2 separate regions of the Arachis hypogaea genome follow, and region 1 is linked to region 2. Evidence: chromatin contacts called from public Hi-C data. All regions are on one chromosome and are shown on one strand. Each heading gives the region's core, a stretch centred on a gene start, on an enhancer-like site or on the middle of the called end of the contact. The rest is flanking DNA. Distances are from core to core; before and after follow the strand shown. Region 1 holds the start of LOC112783062 (rRNA-processing protein fcf2). Region 2 holds the start of LOC112786115 (probable serine/threonine-protein kinase At1g54610).

Evidence for each region. Hi-C and Micro-C count contacts between places; a contact is called where the count stands out from the background.
Region 1: a Hi-C map of an unstated tissue shows a contact between it and region 2, with 2.5 times the contacts expected there. The contact joins the promoter of LOC112783062 here to the promoter of LOC112786115 in region 2. A contact is called at or near these places in 2 of 8 Hi-C or Micro-C datasets (leaf and an unstated tissue).

Annotation. Positions count from the first base shown.
Region 1 is chr20:108,323,839-108,330,462 of arahy.Tifrunner.gnm2.J5K5, reverse strand. LOC112783062 (rRNA-processing protein fcf2) reads left to right here and starts at 3,601. Exons shown (of 6, transcript XM_025825817.3): 1 at 3,601-4,287; 2 at 5,324-5,558; 3 at 5,841-5,901; 4 at 6,537-6,614. The coding sequence starts at 5,326.
Region 2 is chr20:107,941,965-107,949,018 of arahy.Tifrunner.gnm2.J5K5, reverse strand. It overlaps LOC112786115 (probable serine/threonine-protein kinase At1g54610), which reads right to left and starts at 5,606. Exons shown (of 7, transcript XM_025829531.2): 1 at 5,168-5,606; 2 at 4,351-4,635; 3 at 3,938-4,255; 4 at 2,930-3,151; 5 at 2,698-2,798; 6 at 2,232-2,352; 7 at 1,693-2,126. The coding sequence starts at 5,599. The coding sequence ends at 1,827.

The sequences.
Region 1 (6,624 bases), core at 2,352-4,851, 380 kb before region 2:
CTGCCATCACTAGATTCTTCAGATCTGTCATTACCAGCCATGCCTCTGTGTCTAGAGGAGAGGAGAGCTGTCTTCTCGCTGCGCGCTTGAGGAGCAGAGAACCGTCACCACTTCATCGCCGTCCAGAGGACAGGAGAGCCGTTTTTATTCTACGCGCCTGAGGAAAATCATCGCAGTTTTCGTCACCGTCCAAAGGAGAGTTGTCTTCGTCGTCGCCGTTCATAGGAGATCCGCCTTCGTCGCCGTCCAGAGAAGAGCCGTCCTTTATTGCCGTCAGAGGAGAGCCGCTGTCGGTCACCTTCTTCCTCTCACTGCGTCACTCACTACTTCCTGCTCAAAGCTTCGCCGCCTCCGCGTCTGTTCCGCCTCTGCTCTGCCGCCACTCACTGATTTTAATGTATATTTTAATTTTTAATTGATGAAATTGCTATGGTTTGAATTCTATTAATGTGAAATTGGATTTAATTTTAGGTTTTGAATTCTGTTAGTTGATAAATTGGATTTAGAGATAAATTATGTTGCTGTGAAATTGGATTTAGGGTTTGGGATTTGAATTCTTACTGAAAAAATTAGGACATTGGATTATAATACTGAGTTTAAAGTTTAGACTATGTTAAATGTTAATCATCTTTTATTTTTCAATTTTTCTCTTTTTTAAAATTTTTTTTAATTAAAAAAAATCCATGGATATCCCTAAAGACCCCGATCTCCGGCAGATACGGGGTCCCCATTACTCGTCGCGGGGACGGGAACGGATTATGGGTGGCGGCATGTCCCCGCCCCATGAGGACCCGTTGCCATCCCTATTCTTCCTCATAGAGTCTCTCGCGAGTAAAATTTGTATGCTCCAATAATGGTCCAAACTTTATTAATTTAGAATGATTGATGACAAATTTTTATGTTGGCATTTTATGTTTAGATATAATTTTTATTTAACTTCTAAATTTGTACTTTTTTTTAAGATTTTAAGATTTTTGTTGAAGATATCATGAAGTATTTTAAATTTAGAAAATATTTTAAAATTTATATTAAATTATAATAATATTTTAGAATATTTATTTATAATTTATTTATTATTTTATTAAAAATAAATTTTCGATTGAATAATTGTTGAACCAATAAATTAATAAATCAATAATGGATTTGGCTATGGTGGAGAAAGAATTTTATGGTTCTTTAAGAACCTATTGATAAGATTCCTAATTTGTGGCCAATATTGCAACCGTACAGCATTTATGTACATTTCTAATGTGGCCTAAAATATTTTCTAATAGCAAACGAGTCCTTTATAATTAAAGCAATTTATTAATGTGTTGGCCTATATTCTTTATTAATAGCAACCATGTGCATTACTGCATTGTTATTCGAAGTATGAAAGAAAGGTTTTGTGAATGAATATTTTTTATTTAATATTTTTTTTAGTACAACTTCGATAAATATTTTCTTAATTTCTTTTGCTTTGTTATATTTATTTGTAAGTAATAATGAAACACGTAAAAAAAAAACGAGTAAAAAAAAGTTAAAATTAGACATTATTTTATATTTTTTATTGATGGTTTGGATAGTTTTTTTTACTAGTTAAAGGAGAATTATTTATTTTTCTAAAATATAACTAGAAAAAATATATATAGGAATTGCATGACAAAATTGATCAAAATAATCCTTATATAAACGTTTCTTGTTTTTTATTTTATAATCTTAACATTTTTATATTTTTTAATTTTATTAATTTTTTTTACTTATTCACGGTATCTTTTAATCTGACAAGTCAATGACTAATCTGTCACGGATCTGAACTCTATTTAAGAATTTGTGTTTAAGGGTTTGTGTTTATCGTTGCCAATAAATAACTGTATACACAAGATAAAATTCGAACTCTCAACACTTACTTAATCTCATTTTTACACCTTAAGAAATACAATTATCTTCAACATTATAGTGTTTATGTCATCATGCTAGATTGGGATTCTAATAGAGAATTTAAGGGATGAGAAACAACTTAACCACTACTAAGACATGCTATTTGTTGTTATATATTACGTTTTTTTTTAACTATATTACATAATCATATATTATATTTTTAATTAAAATATATAATTTAAAACATTCGATTATATATTACTTTTATATTTATTTAACTTTTTTATTTTATATTCACTCTTTTTTAAATTAATTATTTTTAATTATATAAAAAATAAATATTAAATTTTATTAAACATCTATAAATTAAAAAAGTAAATACTATGTGATTAATAAAAGTATTTTTGTTTATTTTTATAAATGTTTAATAAAATTTAATATTTATTTTAATAATTTTTTACAATTAAAAAGACAATTAATTTTAAAAAAAAGTGAACATAAAATAATAATAAAATTAAATTAAATATAAAATAATATTTAATTAAATATTTTATATTATATATTAATTAAAAATATAATATATGGTTATGTAATATAATTTAAAAAACATAATATATAATTAAAAAAAGTCTAATCTAATGATAGTTAAATTATTTTTTATCCCTCAAGTCTCTTTTTGAAACTCACATTTAAATATAACTAAAAAATAAAGAAAAAGATCCTTTTTTTTGTCAATAATTTATTTTCAGTAAAAAATTATTAGAATATTTATTAACAAATAATTTATATCTATACGGTATTTAAATGAGTTTTTATTTCAAAAGCAGAGATCCTGAGTAATAAAATAGAATAAAATAATTAAACTAAAAGACAAAATATGAAAAAATATTTTAATTATAATATATAATTAAACATATGTATAAAGTCTTTAATCTGATATCATGTTAAAATTAAATTAAAAATATATAAAATTTAAATTATTTTAAAAAAAGGTAAAAAAAATTATAAATTAAATTTGTATTATTTTATATAAACATACTTTTTATATACTGGTTTAATTTTTTTAATATTTATATATGTTTATCATTAGGCGCTAACGTGTCAAGTGATTCAATCTTTTATTATTAGGTGTGTATAAAAATAAATAACAACAACATTAGTTAGGATAATAAGTTATTTATAATTTAATTAAAATATTTTTACGTTCAAATTTTAAAAATAAAAAATATTTTTTATAAATTATATATAATAAATAATATTGAGAATGAAATTATTTTTGAATTCTTTTTAATTTTTATATCTTTATTATATTTTTAGTATAATTAATAATATTTAACAAAAATTTATTTTAATATATATATATTATTCTTAAAATTTTCTGAGTCCGTCACTAAATGCGTCACTAAATGCAGCATATTGACCTCTCAACGAATAAAATTTAATTCAATTATAAAAAGCAAAGAATAAAATTTAATTCAATTATAAAAAGCAAAATCATCTTGTATATAACATTTTAAAATAAAATATATATTTGCAAGTATTTGAATAAAAAAATTGTATTATATAATTATATATTTTTAACAAAATTTACAACAATATTTTTTAATTTTAACAAAATATAAATATTGCTACGTGATATGATTTGGAGACTCTTGCGGATGACAAAAAAAAATTTTCAGTTCAAACATTTGTGTGGGGCACAGATTGTGGTTATGTGACAAGAGAAGTTTATGATGAATTGCCATATTAAAAATGAACCAACAAACTTCTTAAAATTTTATAAACTGCCTTGATCCTTAGAGGACCACATTATACTTTCGCCATAGTAGAACCAGCCATCAATAATTATAACGGTTCAATGATCCGGTTTTTAGAACTTTGGTTCTCAGCAACCTTGGTTCAATAAACCCCCCCCCCCCCCCCCCCCCCCCCCGGGGCGCCCTCTCTCTCTCTCTCTCACACACAGCAGAAAACCCTAATCCCACCCATAATCCTCTCTTCTCTTCTCTTCGAATAACAGCCACCACCCAGGCACCCACCATCCTAATCCCACACTTCAGAGCTCAAACTCATCGCCGAGCCTTTCTCTCCCTTCTCTCTCTGTCGCTGCTTCGCTGCTCCTCGTCGTGGATCGTCGCCGCTTCTGTGCTCCTCGCCGTGGGTCGTCGCTGCTTCTCCCCTCCTCGTCGTTCTGCTTCTCCCCTCCTCGCCGGCGTCGTTTCTGCTTCTCTGCTCCGCATCGTGTCTCATCGTCGTTGCTTCTCTTCTTCGCGTGGAGTCCCGCAGTCGCTGATTTTCTACCTTTCGTCGTGTCTCAAGTCTCTGATCTCTGCTTCAACCCTCTCAGGTCTCAGGTCTCAGGTCTCAGGTCTCAGGTCTCAGGTCTCAAGTCTCTTCTTCTCTGCTTCAAGCCTTCAATCCTCTCAGGTCTCAAGTCTCAGTCTCTAACTCTCCCTGATTCTATCTCCTGACTCTATCCCTCTGAAATTTGAAATTTATTCTGAACATGCATATGATGAATTATTGATGATTCTGCTGAATTTTGAGATATGAATGTTTTGAATTTTTATTTGAATTCAGTCCGTTCATAGTGAATTAATTCTGCTGAGATTGAGTTATAAATTTAATTTTTAATTTATTAATTCTGCTGAGATTAATTTTTAAATCCAATCTATTGTATTTGTTTTGGTGAATTGTTGTTTTGCTGTTATTGATTCAAAATAAAAATATTGCCACAATTCTGCATTGAATTTACTATATGGCTTCATATGATTTGGTTGATTTAGTTGAATTATGCTTATGATTCTTAGGCTGGATACATGTTTTAGATGTTTTGCAGAGTGACTTGATTGACTTACAGAAATTCACATATGGGAGAGTTAATTTTTTAATAATTTTAGTATATATTTAATTAAAGCGGTTCAGTGCTTGTTTGGGCACTATTAAACCGGTCCGGTTCTAGCAACCTTCGTTTTTTCCTATCTTTTGTCGTCGTCTTCACAGTGAAAGTCTTCATAGTGAAAGACCCGATGCAAAATTTTGACATCGCTAATAACCAAAACCAATAAATCAAACTTAAACATGTGAAATAGAAAATATGGAAATTCAACAAGTTGTATAAAATACCCAACGTGGAAAATATAAACTTTGTTTGAGTTATGTGGCTGCACTTCCAACCTTATATTATGTTTTATGCCTTTTTTAACTTAATATTACCTAATTTTAATTTGGTTTGTCCCCCACCATGCTCATTTTGTTAGACACTGCTGCAATTCTCAAAGTTTGCCGTAAATATTTGCATAGTTTCCAATTTCCATGATGTTTTATGAAATTTACTATAGTTTTGTTATATAAGTTAGAATATATTTTTTAGCATATCTCATTTAGATTGTCAATTTTTCTTTTAAAAAAGAGATTAAATGTAACTCTTGGTTATTTGATTGTGCAATCTGCTTCAGTATAGGGATGCCGGAGGGTAAACTGCTGGTTGGACTTTCATGGCAACCACAGCTGTTGATTCCATCATCATCAAAAGCCACAGATGCTTGTCATAACAAACCTCAAAGTGAGGCATCTAATAGTAGTCTTTGGAAACCCAATACAGAGCTTGTTGATGGCCTTTTCGTTCCTCCTAATGATCCTAGAAAGTTAAACAAATTACTGAGAAAACAAGCTAAAGATACTGCTGGAAAAGATTGGTATGCAATATATTTTCTGGAGCAAATTTTCTTTTGCAATGCAACCATGGTTAAGTTTCTTTTTGTTTTTAAAACTGAAGAATCTTATTTTTATTACTTGTCTAAGTAGTTTTACACAGCTGACTAGCTGGGCTGGGTATAGGGGTGGTGACTTCCATTTTTAATCAAATAGAATTAGGAGATTGTTTAGTTATATCTTTCTTCCCCCCCTCTCTTTTTGGGAAACTATAAAAAGAAATTATGTAATATGTAGTTATCTGATCTTATTTGTATGTTTGTCAGGTTTGACATGCCTGCTCAAACCATCACTCCTGAGTTGCAGACAGATCTAAAGTTGTTGAAGGTGATTTTTGAGTTTTGATATCTTTGCCATTTTATGTTTTCCTTGGATTGGGCAACATGTACCTACATTCAAAATGGAAAGAACAGTTACTCAGATTTAGATTCTTTGTCAAGTTAACTTTATTTCATGTTAGTCTGTTTTCCTAACAAGATCCCTTTTCATAGTCTGTTTTACCCCTTTTTTTGGGCCAACTTAACTATCCTCAATGATTTGTGGGGTGTTTGATGCTTCCTGAAAACTTTGCTGGTGTTCTCAGCTTGATTGATGTAAATTATATTGTATATGCTTATAATGGGAAGACAAACTTTCAGGCAGCTGAAAGTCCAATGGGATCGGTTAGCATTTGGGGAGTAAAATGTGTAGGCATGTATATAATATTCATTAATAACAAATTTGTATGTTCCCAGTTATTTGAATCATGATAATAGCTATGTAATATTTTTTTGGAGAATGTTAGGTGATTAATACTTTCAGTGAAAGAAAAAAAAATGAGTTGATTAGTGTTGGCTCAAATGCAAGACTACAAGAGAAAAATATTGGTCGCCTAACATTTATTTTTTATATAACACACTTTTATCCCTTAGTTTCACAAGTGGAATGGGATCCTTACACTCTTACTGTGTTTATTGTTACAGTTGAGGTCTGCGTTAGATCCAAAACGGCACTATAAGAAGGGTGATTCTAACTCAAAGGCACTTCCCAAGTATTTCCAGGCAAGTTCAT
Region 2 (7,054 bases), core at 4,357-6,856:
AAGAGAGATGTCAATTGTATTGCCATCTGCCCCCACTGTTGGAAGAATGAAGAATCTAAAACTCACCTCTTCAAGAATTGCGATTTTGCTCGAAGATTTTGGTTTTATTCTCCTTTGGCAATTCGAACGACTGCAAGTCCATCTATGGAAGCACTAGAGTGGATTGAATTTTTACTGAAATCCCTTAATCCCCAAGATCAAAGTTTGTTGTGCAACTGTCTTCTATCTCTTTGGACAAGCCGTAACCATCTCATTTTTTAAAATAAAGAAGAATCTTCAATGGAAGCAGCTGATCGAGCAAGAAGAAAGTATCAAGAGTTTCTTTTTGCGTTGAGAATCACCGATGCTAAGCTCCAATCACCACCTCCTGGCTCGAACAGTTTCGAAAGATGGGTTTGCCCACCTACCAATTCCATTAAAATAAATGTGGATGCATCTACTTTAGATAATGGATTGGTTGGCATAGGAGTAATGGCAAGAGATGATTTTAGTGCCATCGTAATGGCTAGCACGTGGAAAGGGACCTATCCCTTAATTCCCAAGAAGCTGAGGCATTGACTTGTTTAACGGGTTTAAAAAAAGCCCAACAATGTTGCTTCTTTGATGTTATTGTGGAGAATGATAATATAGAAGTCATCCAAAGTCTCAGATCTAACAAGAGCAAAAATAATTATTTTGGATCGTTCATTGTTGATTATTTTAATTTAGCAACTAGTTTAAGATTAGTAGTAGAAGTCTCTCATATAAAAAGAAGTGAAAATATGATAGCTCATGAATTGGTTAAAATGGATCTTACCAATCCAAATGAAGTGTGGATGAAAGATGTTCCGACCAATATTTATAATCTTGTTTTTTTGGACACTATTAGTCCTATTCATGAATGACTATTTACACTATCAAAAAAATTATGTAGAGAGACATTTACCTTGTATTTTTACACAAACAACTAATTTTATATTGAATAATGTTTGAAAAAACATAATTTAAAATTATTTTATTTAATTTAATATTTATATTTTATATATTTATTTTAAAAATAATTAATGAATATAAAATAAAAAAATTTTAAATTAATTTAGACTGATTTTTATTATCTCCCAAGTATTTTCATTTTATATTACCTCCTTAATAAATAATTGATTTTCAAATTTAATGACCATATGAAGAATCAGTATCAAATTAAACGTACAATTTTTAATAAAAGAATGCTAGAGGACCAGCAAATTTTGTGATTTGTAACTGTTAATTAGTCATCATTGATATTTTTAATGGTATGAGATTTTATCCAATGATATAGAATTACTCACTTTTTTTGTTGATTAAGTACTGATCAGATTTTAATAAAAATGTTGGCTCTCTATACTTTCTCTTCCCAATACACCCTCTGTTTTACTCCCTCAATTGTTAAAAAAAATTGACAATGTAAAGTGTGATTTCTAACCTTTCATTGTTTCCTCTCTTATATTTATTCTTGGTCACACTTATAAAATTAATAGTGAAAGATCATACTTTACTCCCTCAATTATTAAAAAAAATGGAGAGGATCCATTTCCTGTTAAGTGTAATTGTCTACACAACTTACTCCTCGAGGAGGCAAATCTAAAGACAAGAAACATAAGTCAGCAGCCGCAAACTCCATTAAATTGTACACTTTTTAATTTATAATAATAATAATAGTAATAATAATAATAATAATAATAATAATAATAATAATAATAATAATAATATTGCAAGATTAACTGATGATAACAATAGAAGAAGAAAAAAAAGGAAAAGAAAACTTTTCTCAACATAATGGGATCAAAGTTAGATCCTTCAACTTTAGGCTATTCAGAAAGATTTGATAGCTTCTCTGTATCAAATCTTAGATCCAATGCTGAGAGGGTCTTACGTTGGTGGGATTCATTATTGGCTTCGTTCTTATTATTATGATTGATCACTCCAATCACATATGGGTGTAAGAGAGCATAATTGGGATGTGCTTCAGTTTTGCCATTACTAGAGAAAATTGATGATGTTGTTGAGGATGCATTATTCATGTTCATAATATTTTTGGAGCTCGATGATGTGCTGCTTGAACTAACAGTGCCTGTTTCTTGCCCCTGCTTCTCTTGTTCTTTCTTATCCTGAACGTCTCAATTTATTATCATTATAACATGATTAATTTCTCTATATATATTCATTAAACGTAAGTAACAAGGTGGATTTGTGAATTATATACGTTGGTTCACCTCTTTGGTGGACGATTCTGAATCTCTCTTGAAATGTTCAGCTGTTTGGTTGTTCTTTTCCAATTGACTAACATGATTTGTATTGGGTTGAGACACTTGCCCTCTTTTCGGAACCCTGTGTCTATCCATAATATTTGGTACACAATAAAAAATTAGTAAAACAACAGTCCAAAATTATTTTATTTTATATCTTTTAATTATCATTTATTTTATTTTGCATTTCATAATTAGTTCTATAATAATTGACTGAAATTAAATGCAATAAGTATATAATTATCGATGTTACATGTATAAAATTATAGATATTGAATTAAATAAGATAACTTTGAATTATTATCACTCTATAATGATCCGTTTCTGTATATTTCATTCACGTGTTGGTATGTACAAGTTCACAAGTTGGTGTTCATGTAGAAATTAAAAATAGCATCATATGTACAAGTATGTGGAATATATAATAGCTTACCTACGTCTCTTTTGATGAATTCGTTCATCCTCATCATTATTATTATTGTAGATTGCTGGTAAGTCTGAAGGGTCGCACGGTAACGGACTTGAATTGAAAAACTATATAATAATCAGTTAAAATTAAAGTGAGTAAAAGGAAACTTAACCAACTTGCATAACTAACTAATTAGTTGCAATAAACTTAACATATAAAAAAACCGTGAGAAAAATAAAATATCAAAATGGCTCACTTCACTTCGAAGAGCAGAGGCAGCGGTGCCACGGTGTGAAGGGTCAAGATCAAGAAGCGTGGCCAAGAGATGAAGGAAAGACGAAGGAAGGTTCGGGAAGTTTCCGTTATAGTTAGGTCTGTAACGTTGTGACGGACGATGGCTGCTTGTTAACTTCAGTTTTCTATAGTAATTATCTGAAGGAGAACCACAAAGTTTGAAGATCATGTGAAGCTGTTCAACCTACAAACATCAAATCAAAGTACTTATTAATTAGAATCCAAGCCAAAATTGACATGTTTTTTATTCCTTCCCAAATTTCAATTAAGACTTTTTATTTTAGGAAAAATACAATATATATATATATATATCCAAAATCAGATAGAAGATAAATTTCATTAGTCATATCCACCAATTTGTCAAAGTGATCTGTGTAACCATGAAGGGGACTTCACACGTGCCACATTATTTCCCTAGTTGGTACTACTGTACATGTTTATTGGGAGCTAAACAAGAAAGAAGGAGGTTACTTAGCAAACAAGGAAACTGATTTTTGTTATGTCAGATAAGAGAATTGTTAGAGCAGTTAGTTGTTACTTCCTATTGTGAGATGGTTAGAACCACACTAGTATATAAGACTTGTATATAGTGATAAAAAAACAATAACAATACTCTTTAATTTCATTCATTGATCATAATTCTGTTTCCTCTGCTTCAACACTTTCTGCATAATCTCCTATATCTCTGAACTCTATTAAGGGCATCATGTTGATGCACCTGATGACCTTGAGATAATTGATGTAAATGATCACATTCGTAACGTGTTAAGCCTTTTCAAAGTTGCATGACCGATTAGTGGATATAATCAATGGAATTTATCTTTCATGTGTACTTTTGAGATTTTAAATTTTTGGTGGATAATTTTGTGTTTTTTTTTTTCCATAGCATTTTAATCCAGCACGAAAAAAATTAATTCATATATGATATTTAGTGTGTATTATTTTTATCCATTCTTTATTTTATTTTTACCTCTGTTCTTCCCGGCATTATCGGTCTTCCAACGAACATTTCAGCCAATAGGCATCCAGCACTCCAGAGATCAACTCCAAATCCATAATTAGTTGAACCTAAGAGAAGTTCAGGAGCTCTATACCAAAGAGTCACCACTTTATTTGTAAGAGGGCCATTGGATTTGATGTCAAAAGAATGTGCAAGACCAAAATCTGCAATTTTCAGCACCCCTCTTGTGTCTACTAACAAGTTTGAAGATTTAATATCTCGGTGGATAACACCCTTTTCGTGACAGTATTGGAGCCCACAAAGCAGTTGTTGCATGTAACACTTTATCTTTTGCAACAAAATCATAAAGCACTCTATTATTACAAAGTTATATATTGATATATGAAAGTTCAACTAATCACATCTTCTAATTAAAACCAAACCTGTGGTTCAGTTAGTCTCACCGCCGGTCGGGCTATAATTCGTGTAAGGTCAGCATGCATGAACTCAAAAACCAAATATATACTGTATTGCATTCTTGATGTTGCTACTCCTTCAAGCTTGATCACATTCGGATGATCTAATGTGTGAAGTATCATAATCTCTCTCGCCATAAACTTTATACTCTCAGGATCAGATGTGTCAAACCTCACTTTCTTCAAAGCAACAATCTTCCCACTTCGCTTATCTCTTGCTTTGTACACATTGCTATATGTTCCACATCCTACCTGCATGCATATATTATAAGTTTTTTATTAGAAAAAGTTCACTAACCAATTTTTAGTTAGCGAACATTAACCTTTTAGAATTTAGAACTAAATATTTATAATTTGGTGCTTACTGAGATACATAGTGAGAATGTACAGAGATATAGACAGAGAGGGTGGATAACATATATAGGTCCCTTTATTTTTTTCAATAAAGCATGTCTCTGTATGGTATGTACCCTTCCAATATGTATATAAGTGCCAACCTTATGAGTTAGGATCTAAAATTTAAAATAAATAACATAATTTTAAACAAAAATACTATTTGTACATCAAAATCAGTCACCAATATATTTGTGTATAAATACATGTGTGGTTTAATTTATTTTTAATGTATATTTGTATTCTAACATGTATTTTATACTTGTAACTAACTTTAGTGGCTGATTTTAATGTACACTTAGCATAACTCAATTTTAAAATAGTCGGCTAATATTGACCAAAAAGAGTTGGTCTAGATACAACCTAAGACATGCCTCCTTAGTATTGTTACCTTTCCCAGTTTTATATAGGAATCAGCACTCTTTGGAACAAGAGTATCAAGAACATATCTTGGGATATTATCAACCAGCCACTTTGGCCATCCATCAACAAATTCATATCCTGCAATATTCTTCTCTTCATCATCGTCTTCTCTCTCAATCTTCTTCTCTTCTTTGGGAGCAGCCAAACTTTCTTTTCCACCTCGCAAAACCTGCTGTTCAACTGCTCCGGATAAATTATTCTTAATATTATTATTATTATTATTCTCCTTCACACTCTGTCTCCTACTCTCCCTTTTCATATCCGCATACTTAGAAGGATGATGTTTCCTTGAACCTTTCTTGGTCATAGCTTTGTTGCCATGGTGACCGTGACGCCGCTTAGACTTGACCTGTTTGCGAGGTGGAGAATCGACCATTAACCGGCCGAAGACACATCCCATGGCAAATATGTACGTATGTTTCAGTAACAACCAAAGTCAATGAAATAACAGTTACTTAAAAATGGGAGCTGTGTGAAGAAGAAACCAGAAAGTGATTCTGGCCTCACTAGCAAAGAAGCAAACGAAACAAACAGATATATGGAACCGTCCCTCTAAGCTGGCACATGGTAAAGATTTAAGAAGGAATAATAAGAATATTCCAATGAGGAGAAGATACTAGTGTCTCAGCCTATGGTTTTTCCGTCAGTTAAATTTTGAATTCTAATTATTGGACTATAAACAACGTAGGATCTCTGGTCTTAACGAAATGGTAGATTGTTAGTTATTTTCTGCTGCCAAGGCTGGCGTTACATTATACAAACAGCAAAATACGTCACAGTCTGGCTTCATTCTGTTTTTTGTAATTGGACTTTAACATATCCAATGCCGAAGCATCCATTTCTTTCTCTACTTTTGTTTTAGGGTCAATATAAAGATAAGGGTTTTTTTTTAAACATGCAAAGAAACAAAGCAAACACCATTCTATATCCGAGTGAATAATTTGCTGGAAATCAACATAAAGCTCAGACCAAATAACATGATTAGAGTTACTCTTGGCACCATATCTAACCATCCAATTCGCAGCTCTATTTGCTTCCCGAAACACCCACTCAACGTGAAGAAGAGAAGGGCAAATCTATTACTTCAGATGAATACCTACTTTTAAGATTATGCATGATGAACAGAATGTCAAGGCAATCCGTTTTACATGTAATATTCCTCAAAGCGCAATCTCAAGCTAAAACCAACCCCCTCCAAGCAGCAAATAATTCACATCTGATGATAGACCAGGAAAAATGCTTCCAGAGCAACCCGAGATCCAACCTTCCTTACAATCTCTAATAATACACCCAAATCCCACTACATTTGTATCTAGATACAAGTTTGCATCACAATTAACTTTAAAACTGTTGCGTGCCGGTGGTTCTCAACACAAACGATTTTGGAGAGACTTAAAGGCATAGTTTCGATTCCTGTAAACCTGTAAGTCCTTGGCGGTAATTTTGGCCAAGACAATAACCTTGTGATCTGTCCAAGGGTTGTTAGTATTGAATATGTCATTGCACATATGTATCCATACCCACCAAAGTCCTGCATCAAAAGACGCTTCATTGTCAGCTAAGGCCTTCCGAAACCATTCTTTAAGAGCAGTACCAACTGTCGAGTCCAGGATACCAAGATCCAATATATGCCAAATTGTCTTTGATCGTTCACAGTCTTTAAGGCAATGTTCCATTGTTTCCTGCGCCTTGTTACATCTCTTACACATATCTGAAGAAGCTAAATGTTGCTTGAATCGAAAGGTCTTAATCGGTAGAGTATCATATAAGCCAAGTCACATTGTGAATTTAAACTTCTCCGAAATGTTAGTATTCCACAGCCAGTTCCAGTTACTATTGGCATTCCAATTCAATG